4 separate regions of the Mus musculus genome follow, and all the other regions are linked to region 4. Evidence: chromatin contacts called from public HiChIP or PLAC-seq data. All regions are on one chromosome and are shown on one strand. The core of a region is the stretch at or near the end of the contact, and the rest is flanking DNA. Distances in the headings are between cores, read along the strand shown. Region 1 holds the start of Pdpn (podoplanin). Region 2 holds the start of Prdm2 (PR domain containing 2, with ZNF domain). Region 3 overlaps Prdm2 (PR domain containing 2, with ZNF domain). Region 4 holds the start of Efhd2 (EF hand domain containing 2).

Region 1 (3,128 bases), core at 265-2,764, 1.4 Mb after region 4:
TCACACAAACCACTCCTTCACCAGGAAAGACAGTCCTACATCTCTGATGACCACTAGCCTTCATTTAGTGAGCAACTGAGACTGTCCCATGACTTCTTGGCTCTGGGATCAAGATTAGAGCTTAGATTCCACCAGGAATATAGATACAACTTAAAACATCAAAGCAAGAAACAAAATAACAGGAGACTGTCCTAGACCCCAGCCATAGATCACCCAGACAGAAGACAGTAATTCAGAAGAGGAGGACGTGATGGTGGTCCCATCAATCTGTTTCTTTCTAGTCAGGGTCTTAAAGCCCAGTCTGGTTTCAAACTCCTTATACCCCAAGATAACCCTGAACCCTCTCATCCTCCTGCCTCCATTTCCCAGTGCTGACACAGTTGAGCATCACCATCCTGGCTTTTGCATCTTGCTGGGGATGGAGCATGAGAGTGTCTCACATGCCAAACATGGACTCTGCCAACTGAGCTACATTCTCAGGCTCCATTCGTCTTTAATTAACACTAATTCAGCCACTGAGTCCTTGGCCAAGTTCAATACATGGCCTCAAACACACTTGCGCTTCAACGCTCACGGCAGCCCTCCAGGTTAGGAGGTACAGGTCCGTGGCGCCCTGGGTTCCATCCATTTCCAGTGTAGGGGTGTGGGGAGGGGAGGAAAGAAAGAGGCAGAGACAAGAATGCTAGAAAGATAGCAGCTTGCGGGTCAAGCTGTTCCACCGTCCCTTCCAGCTACCATCCTAATTAGCGAAGCCTCTTCAGGTCTATCCCCAGCCAGGGGTGTGACCCAGAGTTCCAACCTACGTCCTCCTATCTGTTCCTCTTTTTCAGAGACATTAATCATTCCTCTAACACACTGCTTTTTTGGGCCAGTCCAGTCGCCCTTGGTCACCTTCCCATCCCGTAACACTAGCCCCCGGGGCGGTGGGGGTTGTTAGGGCCATTCTGTACCCCTACCACCTGTGGGTGGACCCCCTACCGCCACACCCACTTGGCTGTTACAGGAGACTTAGCCCCATCTAAGCTACCCCACCGCTCTCCCTCCCTCCCCCCGCACTCGCAGATCCCAGGCCCAAGCATCCCCCGCCTCCCTCCATCCCCACCAACAAGTGCTGGTTGCCAATCATGCATGGCGCTTACCTCCCTGCGCAGAGTCCCAGAACCAAACGCTCCCCAAAACCCAGAACAACACTGGCACGGTCCACATCTTGATCTCGTTGGAGCCTCAGCAGCTAGTGGGTTTTTTTGTGGGTTGTGAAAAGATGAAAAACAAAACAAAACAAAACAAAAAACTTCGAAGCCACAGGCCCAGCCGGGAAGAGCTCGGGAGGAGGTTGGAAGGCGCTGAGCAAAAGTCTCAGCGCCAGAGAGTGCCCGGGCTTTCTGGACTCGCAGAGGCAGCAAGCACAGCAAACTTGGCAGCTGGCAACCTCTCGGCACAGTCGGCATTTATGTCTCCGGTCCCGGGGCGGGAGCGGGTGGGCGTCAGGTGGTCCCGGAGATCTAGGACCGCCCCCGAACTCTGTTTGGCCAGCATCACAAGATGACCTCAGGCCAGGTTTAAAGTTACAGGGCCTCAGCCACTGGGGCCCAGCCCAGAGGGGAAAAAAAAAAAAAGCTTTTGACTTTGTTCCACTACAGGAGAAAAGGGGGCCACGTGCAGTAAACAGTTCTGATTTACAATTTTTATTTATTTTTCTACTATATTTACTATTATGTTTTGGAGGGCAAAGCCCACAACTTAGGTTTCCTTGATAGTGGGCAGAAGAGAGACGCACACAGTGGCGTATGCGGCTGGTTTTATGGTTTTTAGACCGATGCACTGGATTTTTTTCTTCAGATGGTTTGGGGAAAACGGCCGTTGTTTGGGTGAGTCTGAGGCGGCTCTTGTTTATTGAACCTTCATGCAAGGCACGTGGATGGATGGATGGATGGATGGATGGATGGATGGATGGATGGATGGATGGATGGATGGACGGACGGACGGAAGGACGCGTCTGTCCTCCCACAACTAGCCTTCAGTGCAGTACTTGGCCCGGTGAGGTACTTGTCTGGGTGGGGTGCTTGACCTTGAAGGGTGCTTGGCCCTAGTGAGTTATACAGAAGGCAGAGCACGTACCACCACCCCCTGATACCGGGACTTTGTGGCTTCACCTGGATACCAGGAGCAGCTGTGTCATCTGACTATCGGCCACTCACCTGGAACTAATAAGAGTTCAGCTCATCTATTAATCCTAGGGTTTAACTGGTAATCCCCTGTCTCTTGATTTAAACAATCCTTCCTTGCTCTCAGGGAGTGGGTATCGGCAAGAGAAATGTTCATTATTCCCTTCTAACCTGTTGGAATCTAAGAACAGGGTCGGGGGTGGTCTTGGCTTCACTCCCAGATGCCATAAATTCCTTTCAACAAAAGCATCTGAGGATGGGCCCCCCAGAGGTGGCTCGGCCACCAAGCCGAGTGACTTAAGTTTTAGGCTCTGAACCCACAATGGTGAAAGGAGAGTCCCGATTGATTCCTGTATGTTGCCCTCTGACCAGACAGCGAGCACACACACACACACACACACACACACACACACACATACACACACACACTCGCGCATGCACACGGTAAAAATAAGTTACAGAGAACTTAACAATGAACGGTCCCTACGTGTCCCAATGAAGGTGACAATGAGCTGTTTTCATCCTTTTATCTTTGACCTCAGTTTCAAACAGACTTCATCTCAAGAATTTCAAAAGTAGACTGATTTTTAAAAATTATTTATTGTGTGTGCGCATGCACTCACGCATGCATGCATGTGTGCAAAGGTGTGGGCACCCATGATATGGTATGTGTGTGATATCAGAGGGTAGCTTTGTGGAGCCAGCTCGCTCCTACATTCATTCACATGGGTACTAAAGACCAAACTCGGGTTGCTAGCTTGCCAGGCAGGTCTTTTTATCCTGAGACAACACTGTTTTAAAAGCTCATATTCCCAGCTTTGGTCCCACAAGCTAACTGATAAGACCTTTTGGGGAAATGCTAGCTAAACCCAGTGTCCATGGAAAGCTTGATCACAGGAATGGTTGGTAAGCTGTGTCCGTTAGCTGAGCCTCTGTGTCTCACCAGGGTGAGAGTGAGCCAGC
Region 2 (3,389 bases), core at 227-2,726, 1.3 Mb after region 4:
TAACACCAAATGCAGCTGAGTGTTGCTTCCAACAATGGATTTACAGCTCTCTTCCCATGGCTTGGAATAAAGGGGGCTTATTAAATGATCTCTGAAGGTTTTCAAAGCTATGGCGAGATTGCTCATGAAAAAGAAATTTCATCAAATAAAGTGTGTGAAAGAGAGCTTGGAGGGTGGCAGCTGCGTGCAATCTCAAAAACAGAACTCTATAGAACAGGAAAACAACAGAATAATGTCTCTCAGTTCCTCCTCTTAATATCCTAAAACCTCTTTTCCAATATCATCGTGGGCAGAATGATCCAACTGTAGTCTGTGCTATTGTAGGTAAAAGAAAAACAAAAACCAAAAAACAAACAAAAAACCATTGGGAGGTTGTCTTTGCTGTATATATTACTTTAAAGAATAACCTCGAAGTAAACAAAAAAACTTTGAGATACAATTTTAGTCATGTTCTGGGGACACTGTGTACTAGAAACAAACATTCCCGTGTTTCATTAAAGGGTCCTAAGGGCAAGGCACTGGAACTTGGCAAAAGGCAGTTCACGTGTCAAATACACCCAAATCCTCAATACATGAAATGCGGGGGGTGAAGGGAAACCCCATTTCTCTAGGTGTAAATTCCAGCTGGGTAGTAAGAGGCAACGGGGCTTCCCGGCGATCTGTGGGATTGTTTCCCCAGCTCGAGGCCCGACCTAACGGTAAGTGCTAGGCCATTGGCCGGTGCTTCACGCGTGGATCGTGGAAGAACACTGACCTGTTAAGGTCTATTTCGTGTCTCGCTCGTCACCCTCGGAGACATAGTAGATGGATCTTTTGACGAACGCAAACCAGTCCTATGTATGCTAGCGCACACCTGTGACACATGCACGTATGCACCAGTGGGTCGATGGGGGACACTCGAGGAGCCCACTGGCAGGTTTATAGCACACGGAAACTATACGGGGGTGAAAAACACAAAGGCTCGAGGCACAGAACCAACTCGAGGATTGCAGATGCGCTCGCACATTCAACCCGGGACACAAAAGAGCAGAGATCAGCGCAGCCCTGCGGATGGGGACCGCCCGGGGCCCACGTGCGCTCCCCGCCGACCCCGCAGCCGCGCACCCCGAGTCCGCCGCGCCGTCACCAAACGGACCCGAAACTTGGCCGCGGGGACTTAAGAGCCGCGGAGCGGGAGCCTTCGCGCCGCCTCGCGTCGGCGCCAGCGCCAGCCACCGGTTCCCGGCCGTTCGGAGGAAGCTCGAAGGGGGCGCGTCAGCCCGCCCCGCAATCCCCTTAGCGCCCGGCCCGGTCGCCCCCGCCGCGGTGGCCACACTCCTCACTGACACCAAGGGACATTCCCCCGAGGCCCGCCCGCCCTCCCCGGCTCCGCCGCTCCTCACCAGAGCGCGACGTGCCAACGCTTCAGCGAGCCCAGAGCCGCAGCCGCCGCCGTCGCTCTGGCGCCCGCGGCCGCGCCGCCGCCATCTTGGCTCCGGCCGGAAGTGACGTCGGCACGGCGCCCACAACCCCCGACCCCGACCCCGACCCCGCGCGTAGCTCGTGGCCTGCGACCCCGAGGAGCTCAACACGACGGTCAGGCGTGACCCCGGCGGACTGTGTCGCCCTCTCTGTCAATCACGGACTCGCCGCTCGCCCCAGAGCGTTATTACCTCGAAGGGAAGCCCGCGTCGCCATGGCCGGGCCAGCCTGACCACTATAGAGTTAGGGCTGAGAAACTCAAGAGTTGGTCAGAGAAGCCACCCTACTTCAGACGACCGCGACTGACTGGCGTGGTGGCGCACACTTTAATCCCCAAACTCGAGGCAGAAGCAGCCAGAGCTACATAGTGAATTCCAGGAAGGCAGGACCACACCCTTAGACCTTGTTTCAAGAAAAACAAGAGCAGAATCCACTCTGAAGGCCACTCACTAGACCACTGCCAGGCAAATAGACCGTTTAAATGGTGTGCAAAGGACCAATATAGCCACACACACACAAACCCGAAACTTCAGCAAAGCAGATGCAACTGAGCGGCTGTATTCATCCCTTACCAGGAGGCATTTGCTAACTGCCAGCTATGGGCCTAGGTCAGTGCCAAGGCTCTGTGGTACCCAGCATGGCCTTCATCTTGCCCTTGGGAACTGCACCACTATTTACAAACAAGTGAGCTGGAGATGGATTGGATTGAACTGGAGACCACTTCTGACATCCCAGAAAAGAGGTTTGACGGGAACATAGTTGCCAATCAATCTGAAGTTGTAGAGAGATGAAAGTTACTTGTCACATCTAGATGGTACCCAGAGCCATGAGTACTTCAAGATAAAGCTATCCTCTGAGAAGAAAGGAAAAAAAAAAAAAATCTAAGTGTAGTGGGCCGTATTAGTCCTCTGAGAAAAGGATCTGAAAAATAGATAATGTATTATGTTCAAATGTGCCTCCAAAACTTTGGAAAGACCAGACAAGCTCATCAAATGTACCTGTTGTTTAGAAAGTACGTCAATCAACGTGGATTGTGGTATACTCTGTAAAGGATTGGTGACATGGTGATTATCTCATCAGTACTGTTGACAGGTGAGGACAATGTCAAGTGTTGTCAAGGTCTGGATCACCACAGAGCCCGTGGAGAGAGGAAATAAAACCTCAAATGTTTGCTTATGTCTCTCACTAGTCAAGAGTTTACAAACCTAAGAGAGACATGCAAACTTGTCACTAGAATATACACTATTATGGTACAGGCTGCCACTGGAATTTGCACTCTTTATTTGATTAACACCTTACTAAGTATATGCATCAAAAATCATCTGAGGTAGCGTGGGAGCAAAAGGGAGACCACCACCTCATCTACCACCAAACTGCCATAGCCATCATTTTAAAAGAAAATCTACTTACCCCCTGGCATCCAATAGAATGCAAAAGGAAATATAGGGGATTTTGATTTTTGTCAAATCAAAACATGACATGGTAAAACCAGAGAACACCATGCCAAGAAGGCAGTGGCTGTTCTTCCTGTCTTTAATCTGATATGACAATGCCTTTTTCCCCTGGGGCAACGGTTTCAGATTTGATGTCTTAAAACAACAGAAATTTAATCTCCTGCAAATGTAGAGGCTAGAGTCCAAATCAGTATCAGTAGACTCAAGCTAAGGTGTCAGTAGGACCACACTTCCTCTGAGGTCTCTAGGGGAGACTGTTTCCTTCTTCCAGCTTCTGGTGACTGCCAACATTCCTTGGCTTGTCACTATGCCACTCAACTCTTCAAGGCCAACATCATCACACTCTCTTCATCTTTACATCACTTTCTCCTCTGTAGGTAGTGAAATTTCCCTCTGTTCTTTCATAATCTATACAGTTGCACTGAGGATACCCAGCTAAACCACAGTTAATCTCTTCATTGCTGAGTCATAGCA
Region 3 (3,254 bases), core at 333-2,832, 1.3 Mb after region 4:
GTGTGTTCACCAAGCATGGCCAGCACTGACCTTCTGCAGAGCCCCTCATGTTTGCAGAGGTGGAGTCCAGCTCGCTCGCCTTCCGCGCTGCAGCCTGGGTTCTGACGCCTTTGTTTTTATTCTCCTGTGATTTCTTCTTCCCTGAAACACAGCATATATTTATTTACTCATTCATTCATGATACTCTGGTCCTTGAGACAATTAACCCAAGCAAAGTAGACTGAATTTGTAGACAACTATCATTTTGATTTCCAAAGAAAAGAATGAATAGTGACTAAAAATATCATCAAATCTGTCAGAAAAAAAAAACAAAAACCAACAAACAAAGCTCGTAGGTCCTGCATTTTTAGATGTTTGGTCCTTAGTTTCACAGCATAGTAGCTATCAAGTTAATGAACACTGTATTCTCAAAAAGTTAATAATACTAATATAAAAAACTCTAGAATCAAAAAAATTTGAAATCATATAAATAATATGGAAAATACCTATTAGAGAGAAACAATATGTCACAATTTAAAACATTTTATTGGTTAAGATAGGATAATCCAGGACTACAACTTCAACTTTGAAAGTAGGCATTGCACTGCATTATAAGGGATACATATGGTCTCTCTCAAATGCAGAGAAATCACAAGCATGGCTCCTATTGAATTAATAACATGGAGGCACACAAAGTTCAGAAAATACTAACTACACGCAAATGATCCCAAACTATAGAAAGTTAAATTAAACCATGACCTCTCTTGAGAAGCTACAACAATGAACTGAAGCCCCAAAGGAACACAGTATATTGCAGTAGTGGTCCCAAACTGGTCACCAAGGTTACCAGATCCGGGTGAGTCTCACGTCCCTTCCCAAGCACTTCCTTCTCGTCTGGCACTATTCTCCTCACACACAAGCCACCTCCACTCCTAGAGATCCCTAGGACAAGCTCCCTGCTTTTCCTGAGCAAGACTTCTGCCTCCTCCATAACCACCTTATCCAAAGACAGGAAAGACACCACTCATGACTATGGAACACAGAGAAATCAAATTCTACAGAGTCTGAATAGTGGATGATCATGAGAGAAACACGATCAGCTAAAATGAAGACAACGGATAGTTTTAATGTCAGAAACACAAAAATGTCATAATTGAGAAGATCATTAGATTAAAAGTACAGAAATCAACCATAATATAAAGTACTAGTTTAAAGGATTTTGATAAAAATCTAACAGACATAACAAGAAAACAATTTGTTAGTCTTTTAAGGGGAAGTACTAATATATCATTTTAAAGTGCCCAATTTTTTAGCTAGTAAGAAAACAGGCTTGGTGTGTTCTGTTTCCTTTGGGAGTGTGTGTGTGTGTGTGTGTGTGTGGGGGGTGTCAACAATATGTTCCCAACAGTATGGTCACATGTTCCTTTCCACATGCACCTTAAGAACATAAGCACACACATGACCAAAAGCTCATCTACTCTGATATGAAGCAGAGGGCATGGCAATGAATGAACGATCCCATCTCCAGATGAAGACTCATCCTATCTGGTACCACACGAGGCAGATAGATACACAGGCACCTTCCACAGTAGCTCTTCACACTCTCCTGTCAACTTCCTCCTGTTTAGTGTGAGCCTGGTAATTGCTGGCTCAAGCTCCTGAAGGATACGTGTTGAACAGAATCTAATTCTCTCCCTTCCTGTCTACGTCTATACCCTTCCTGTGTGTGTGATGCTCAGTCTGAATGAGATTAGTAACTCCAAACGAAACGCATGCTAACCACAAACAAAAACACAAATGACAATCTGCTGATATAGTGCAACCGAACGGCTGAGTGTCACAAAGCCAGCAGCAGAACCCTCAGACATTCCACTCAAAAGTAGAAGAGAGATCCTTTTCCCCAACCCCCTCCCCCAATCAAAACCACATCTTTTTCTAACTACCAGTACTTCGTGTAATCAGTACTACCCCACATTCTCACACAGACCAAGAAACAGGACCCTTTACTATAACTGTTTACAGGTTTTTAAATGGAAAATTATAATTTAAACATGCCCTCTGCAATAAGCTTCAGATACATTAAAAATAAAGCACATTGTAAAATTTAATAGAAACAGGTATCAATTTGTTGACCAAAATACTCTGGCGAGTATATTATTATAATTAAACAAGTAACATGATGAACTAAAAATGTAGCTGCTTAAGCATGTGAAAGGCAAATGCTATGTTATACCATATTCTGTACCTTAAAACAAAACAAACACCCTTACTACAACTAGGCCGTGCCACATGTCCCCCTCTGAACTCCTCAGCACAGGAGGAGTTTACTACTCCCCAGGTATCCACTGTAAAGCCACAGCCACCATGGAAATGCAATCCATTGTGAGGACAGATCTATCAAGATAGGCATCAGGATGAGTACCCACCTCCTGTGCCTTTCTCAGAGGACTAACAAGAGTTACAAACAGAGAGTTAACCAGCCTGGTTTCTCAAGCAGAACACAAATGACACTCTTGGTCACACAACTGTCTGTTGTGGGGATTGCTGATTCACCAGAGTTTGTTTCACAGCATACTGCAGAGGGAAAGGGTGCTCTACCCAGTATGTGACAGCCTCAAATTGAAAACACAGCAAAGTCTCCGCGGTGCTCTCTCTGTGGGGAGATCTCTCAAATATCAGAGCACTAGACTAATGTACTTACTATATTTGAGGTTACTACAAACATATGTGGCTCTACAGTCTACATATTTATTAAAAATCATGCTAAAAACTAAAATAACACCAATATAAAAATTCTAAAGATGAAGAAATGAAACCACCAAAGTAACTTAGGAACAACAATGAATTTATGTGGCAAAAGAAATCTAGCAAAACTATCATGGAGCTATGACATCAAAATTTTCTCAATCAGAGCCATTTATCAAGATACTTTTGAAGCCCTCTGACTGGAGATGATAGGACTACCAAAAAGAACCAAAAAACAAAAAACACCTGTCTGTCCCATCAGAGTGCTATTTTGTGGATGAAACTGAAGGCTCAGACAACAAACAAAGGAACAAACACATCTGTGACAAAGAACAAATTAAACCCTGCTCCAACTGATTTGAGTGCCTGGTACCACACCAGTACTGTTGGATACATTTCCTTAAACAGTAAAGTTCTTTCCAGGTACTTGGTTTCGGTGTGCTACATTGAAAGAGCTTAAAAGAGAAAACAATATTGTCTATCAGGACTTTTCTAAAGGGAAAAGGGGACTTGTAGCTTCTTAGAGGCAA
Region 4 (3,361 bases), core at 542-3,041:
TGGAGGGAACGCCCCCTTTCCGGGCTTCCTGATGGGTGTCTGGGCACTGTCCGTGGGGTGTGGCTGGGGCTCTCAATCTGCTGGCTGTCTTCTGCTTTGGGATTCCCTGCGTACCCCACCCCAAGCTCAGCTTCTGTGGTTTGGTCCCCTCTGGGATCCGCTCCAGCCTGGTGCCTGGAGGACCATTTCCTTTCCAGGAACATAGGTGGCTTACTAGGAAGACGGGAGGCCGGTCCTTTGGAGGGGCACTTGCATCTTCTCTACCCCTATGGGTACTCTTCCCCCATCTCCATATTGCTGGATTTTGTGGGGGTGTGGAATGGCTGAGCCCACAGGTCTTGGGGACATCCTAATCTGGTAAGGGTACAGCTTAGAATCATAGAAAGTAGAAGGCAGGGGTTGGAGACCCTAGGCAGGGCACATAGAGAGAGAATGGGCTCCAGGGATTGTCTGGGAAGGGAGGAACTGTCACTGGGGAAGAGGGCTGCCTTCTGATAAAGGGCAGGGGAGTCACCACTGCACAACCACGGAGTGAAGGGGTTCGAGGTGGGGGGGCGGGGTAATGGGGGAGAAGGGAGGGAGGGGAGGAAGGTGGACTCACAGTGTATGAAGAGGGGCTAAGTCCCAGGGGACTCTGTCCTGATGATAGGGGAGTTACATGTTTGTAGACTGGGGGACAGGGACAGAGGAGCCCTTCCCTAGCAAGACCGCACAGTGTTAAGGAAATGGAACCTGGTCAACAGGGTGGGCGGGAATGGAAAGGCCTGAAGAGTTTTCACCCACAGTAAGTAAACATAGTATAGCTGAGGGTGTGTGTGTGTGTGTGTGTGTGTGTGTGTGTGTGTTGGGGGGAGGGGGTTGTGGACCCAACCTAGTAGGAGAGAGTCCATAACTAAGCAGAAGAAATTAAAGGACCCAGTAAAAGGCACAAGTCTGGCATGGGTGCCGGGGGGAATGTCCCCTTAAGAGGCAGTAGGGTTGCCTTATTGCGGTGGGGGTAGGGAGTCCAGTAGTTAGGACGGAGCGGAAGGGAAGCCACCGGCCCTTTCTCCCTTTCTCGATATGTTTGGGTGTAGGGTGGTGGGTGCAGTAACATTAACAGTGGGAAGGAGGTCGGTACCCTGTGTGGTGGTAGTGACTCGCTGGGGACCTGCGATTATCTGGAAGGAACCTCAGGGAGCCCCCAATCCGCGTGGGCTATTCCGAGGGCAGTATCACCAGGAGGAGGGGTCACATGTCAGGAACGGGAGCTCCCCAGATCCACTTGCGTGCTGGGGTGGTGGGTCTGGAAGCCTCGTGGCTCTTTAGAAAAGCAGCAGAGTTCCCCACCCTGGTGAGACGGGGTTCTGGGGGAATCTAATTGGGGATACGGGAGGTTAGGGCCCGAGGCCGGGTCTAGGGTGGTGGGGAACCGGGTGCAGGGGCACTTACTGCTTGAACATCTTCTCCATGTCTTTGATCTGCTTCCTGGAGAACTCCTTGAACTCGGTGTAGGGGTTGAAGACGCGGCGGCTGGGCGACTGTGGCTCGCCGATGCCCTGGTTGAGGTCCGCGCGCCGCAGCAGCTTGGCGCTCAGCTCGTCGTCCGCGCTGCCCAACGCCTGGGCAGTCTCGTCGGGAGCCTCGGCCGCCGCCGCCGCCGCCGCCCCGTTGAGCCCCGGCTGCTCCGTCGCCTCGCCGCCTTCGCCCTCCATCTGCAGCCTCCGGCTCAGCTTGCTGGCCAACTCGTCCGTGGCCATGGTGGCCCGCGCAGCGCTGCCTCGGCCGGGCCCCTGCTCTGCGCCGCGCTCCCGGCCGCGCTCTTCCTCTTCCTGACACTCCCCGCCGCCAGGCGCCGCCCTGAAGGTGGGACTTAGGGGACCGCCCGCCCCCGGGCTGGCTCCCGCCGCCTTTGCCGCGTGCCGGGTCCTTCTCTATCCCCGGAGGGGGGTAGGGGGGTCAAGTGCATTCCGCTCCCCAGCTCCTCATCATCGTTCCCCTCCCTCCCCCACAGTGAAAAACCATCAACTTCTCTCTGATGACCTCTGGGTGACGCTGAGTCCCAGGAGCCCTCTGGAAGGAACCTGGGAAGGGGGTGTCCCAACCCTTCGGGAGGGAAGAGGGTCCGCTCGCAGGAGGTGGCTGTGTGTTCAGGGACTGGAGAGGGGCGCGGCTCTCAACCCGTTCTCTGAAAGGGGTTTGTGTCTCTGACACCCTGTCGGTTGCCATGGAGACCACTGGTAGTGAACCGCTGGGCGTTCTTGATAAGGTGGCAGGAATCTGAAGAAGGTGGACCCTAGCACTGGAGCCCAGTTGAGACTGTCTCCAGGGCTATCATGACTGGCGTCATTCAAAAGTGGGGTAGCTGCTATGAGGGAGATGGCACCCTACCAGTTCTCAAGGTCCCCAAAGAACTGGGAAAGGGGAAGGGGGTCGTCCTGTTACACGATGATTCAGCACAATAGCTGCCTGATCCGGCGGATGCCTGGGACTCTCCACCTCAGAGGGATTTCAGAGAGATCTCCATGTTGCCTCTTTGATGGGGATCCCAGAGGGGTGACCTCCTCCCCAAAGCGTCAGGAATGGGGGGAGCTGGAAAGGAGGAGCTCAGAGAGAATTTGTCTCTGTCATCTAGTCTGTCACTTCAAGAACAGCAAAGCTGGTCTGAAGAGAAGGCTCAGTTATTAAGAGTGGTTATTGCTCTTGTGGAGGACTGACATCCTAGCATCCGTGTAGGGTCCGGGTAGAGAGGGGCAAGTCACGAAAGGCCTGTAACTCCAGCACCAGGGATCCTAGACCCTCTTCTGGCCTGCTTATGCATCTGCACTCATGAGCATATATACCCCTCCCCCACACACACAGACTTAAAACTAAAGTAAATCTCTGGCCAGTCTCTGAGTTCAGTCAGCCTGGTCTACATCCAGGATAGCCAGGGCTCTATAGTAAGACTCCCTCCTTGATAGATGATAGATAATAGATAGACAGATAACAAACTCTGTTTGTTTGTTTGTTTTTCTTTTGGGGGTTTTGTTTTTTGAGACAGGGTTTCTCTGTGTAGCCCTGGCTGTCCTGGAACTCACTCTGTAGACCAGGCTGACCTCGAACTCAAGAAATCCGCCAGCTTCTGCCTCCCAAGTGCTGGGATTAAAGGCGTGCACTGTCCGGCGGTAACAAACTCTTAAACCTTCAAAGCTATGGTGTTCTGGCATCAACTGCAAGGTCACTAGCCATAATGCTGATTTCCAGGCTCTACCTAGACTGACAGACCTGTCCTTTGTCACTGGGATCCAAAAAGCTGCTTTTCACAAGCACCTGGGGGAAGCCTTGCTCTTTGGAGTCAAGAGTCTCCGACACAGATGCATCACTAAGATAACAGGGCAAT

The links. HiChIP or PLAC-seq counts read pairs in DNA pulled down with a chosen protein or histone mark.
Region 1: an H3K4me3 HiChIP or PLAC-seq map of embryonic forebrain shows a contact between it and region 4, with 8 times the contacts expected there. The contact joins the promoter of Pdpn here to the promoter of Efhd2 in region 4. A contact is called at or near these places in 1 of 39 promoter capture datasets (maxillary cranial neural crest) and 4 of 115 datasets of contacts at active chromatin or transcription factors (astrocytes, bone marrow-derived dendritic cells, embryonic forebrain and 1 more).
Region 2: an H3K27ac HiChIP or PLAC-seq map of bone marrow-derived dendritic cells shows a contact between it and region 4, with 6 times the contacts expected there. The contact joins the promoter of Prdm2 here to the promoter of Efhd2 in region 4. A contact is called at or near these places in 1 of 484 Hi-C or Micro-C datasets (the G1E-ER4 cell line) and 3 of 115 datasets of contacts at active chromatin or transcription factors (astrocytes, bone marrow-derived dendritic cells and large pre-B cells).
Region 3: a contact with region 4 is called in an H3K27ac HiChIP or PLAC-seq map of bone marrow-derived dendritic cells, with 6 times the contacts expected there. The contact joins the enhancer-like site here to the promoter of Efhd2 in region 4. A contact is called at or near these places in 7 of 39 promoter capture datasets (the 3T3-L1 cell line, the C10 cell line, the HPC-7 cell line and 2 more) and 2 of 115 datasets of contacts at active chromatin or transcription factors (astrocytes and bone marrow-derived dendritic cells).

What each region holds. Positions count from the first base shown.
Region 1 is chr4:143,298,050-143,301,177 of GRCm38.p6, forward strand. It overlaps Pdpn (podoplanin), which reads right to left and starts at 1,515. Exons shown (of 6, transcript NM_010329.3): 1 at 1,140-1,515. The coding sequence starts at 1,206.
Region 2 is chr4:143,211,233-143,214,621 of GRCm38.p6, forward strand. Prdm2 (PR domain containing 2, with ZNF domain) reads right to left here and starts at 1,477. Exons shown (of 10, transcript NM_001081355.3): 1 at 1,383-1,477.
Region 3 is chr4:143,142,094-143,145,347 of GRCm38.p6, forward strand. It overlaps Prdm2 (PR domain containing 2, with ZNF domain), which reads right to left. Exons shown (of 10, transcript NM_001081355.3): 7 at 31-141. Among named protein-coding and RNA genes, the nearest start is that of Mir7021, 7.6 kb to the left of the region's middle. Within about 2 kb of position 1,583, at least 54 of the 459 cell types and tissues checked have an H3K27ac peak or open chromatin away from gene starts, as enhancers often do. A contact at or near this core is called in the HPC-7 cell line and bone marrow-derived dendritic cells, where this site is marked.
Region 4 is chr4:141,873,129-141,876,489 of GRCm38.p6, forward strand. Efhd2 (EF hand domain containing 2) reads right to left here and starts at 1,792. Exons shown (of 4, transcript NM_025994.3): 1 at 1,432-1,792. The coding sequence starts at 1,739.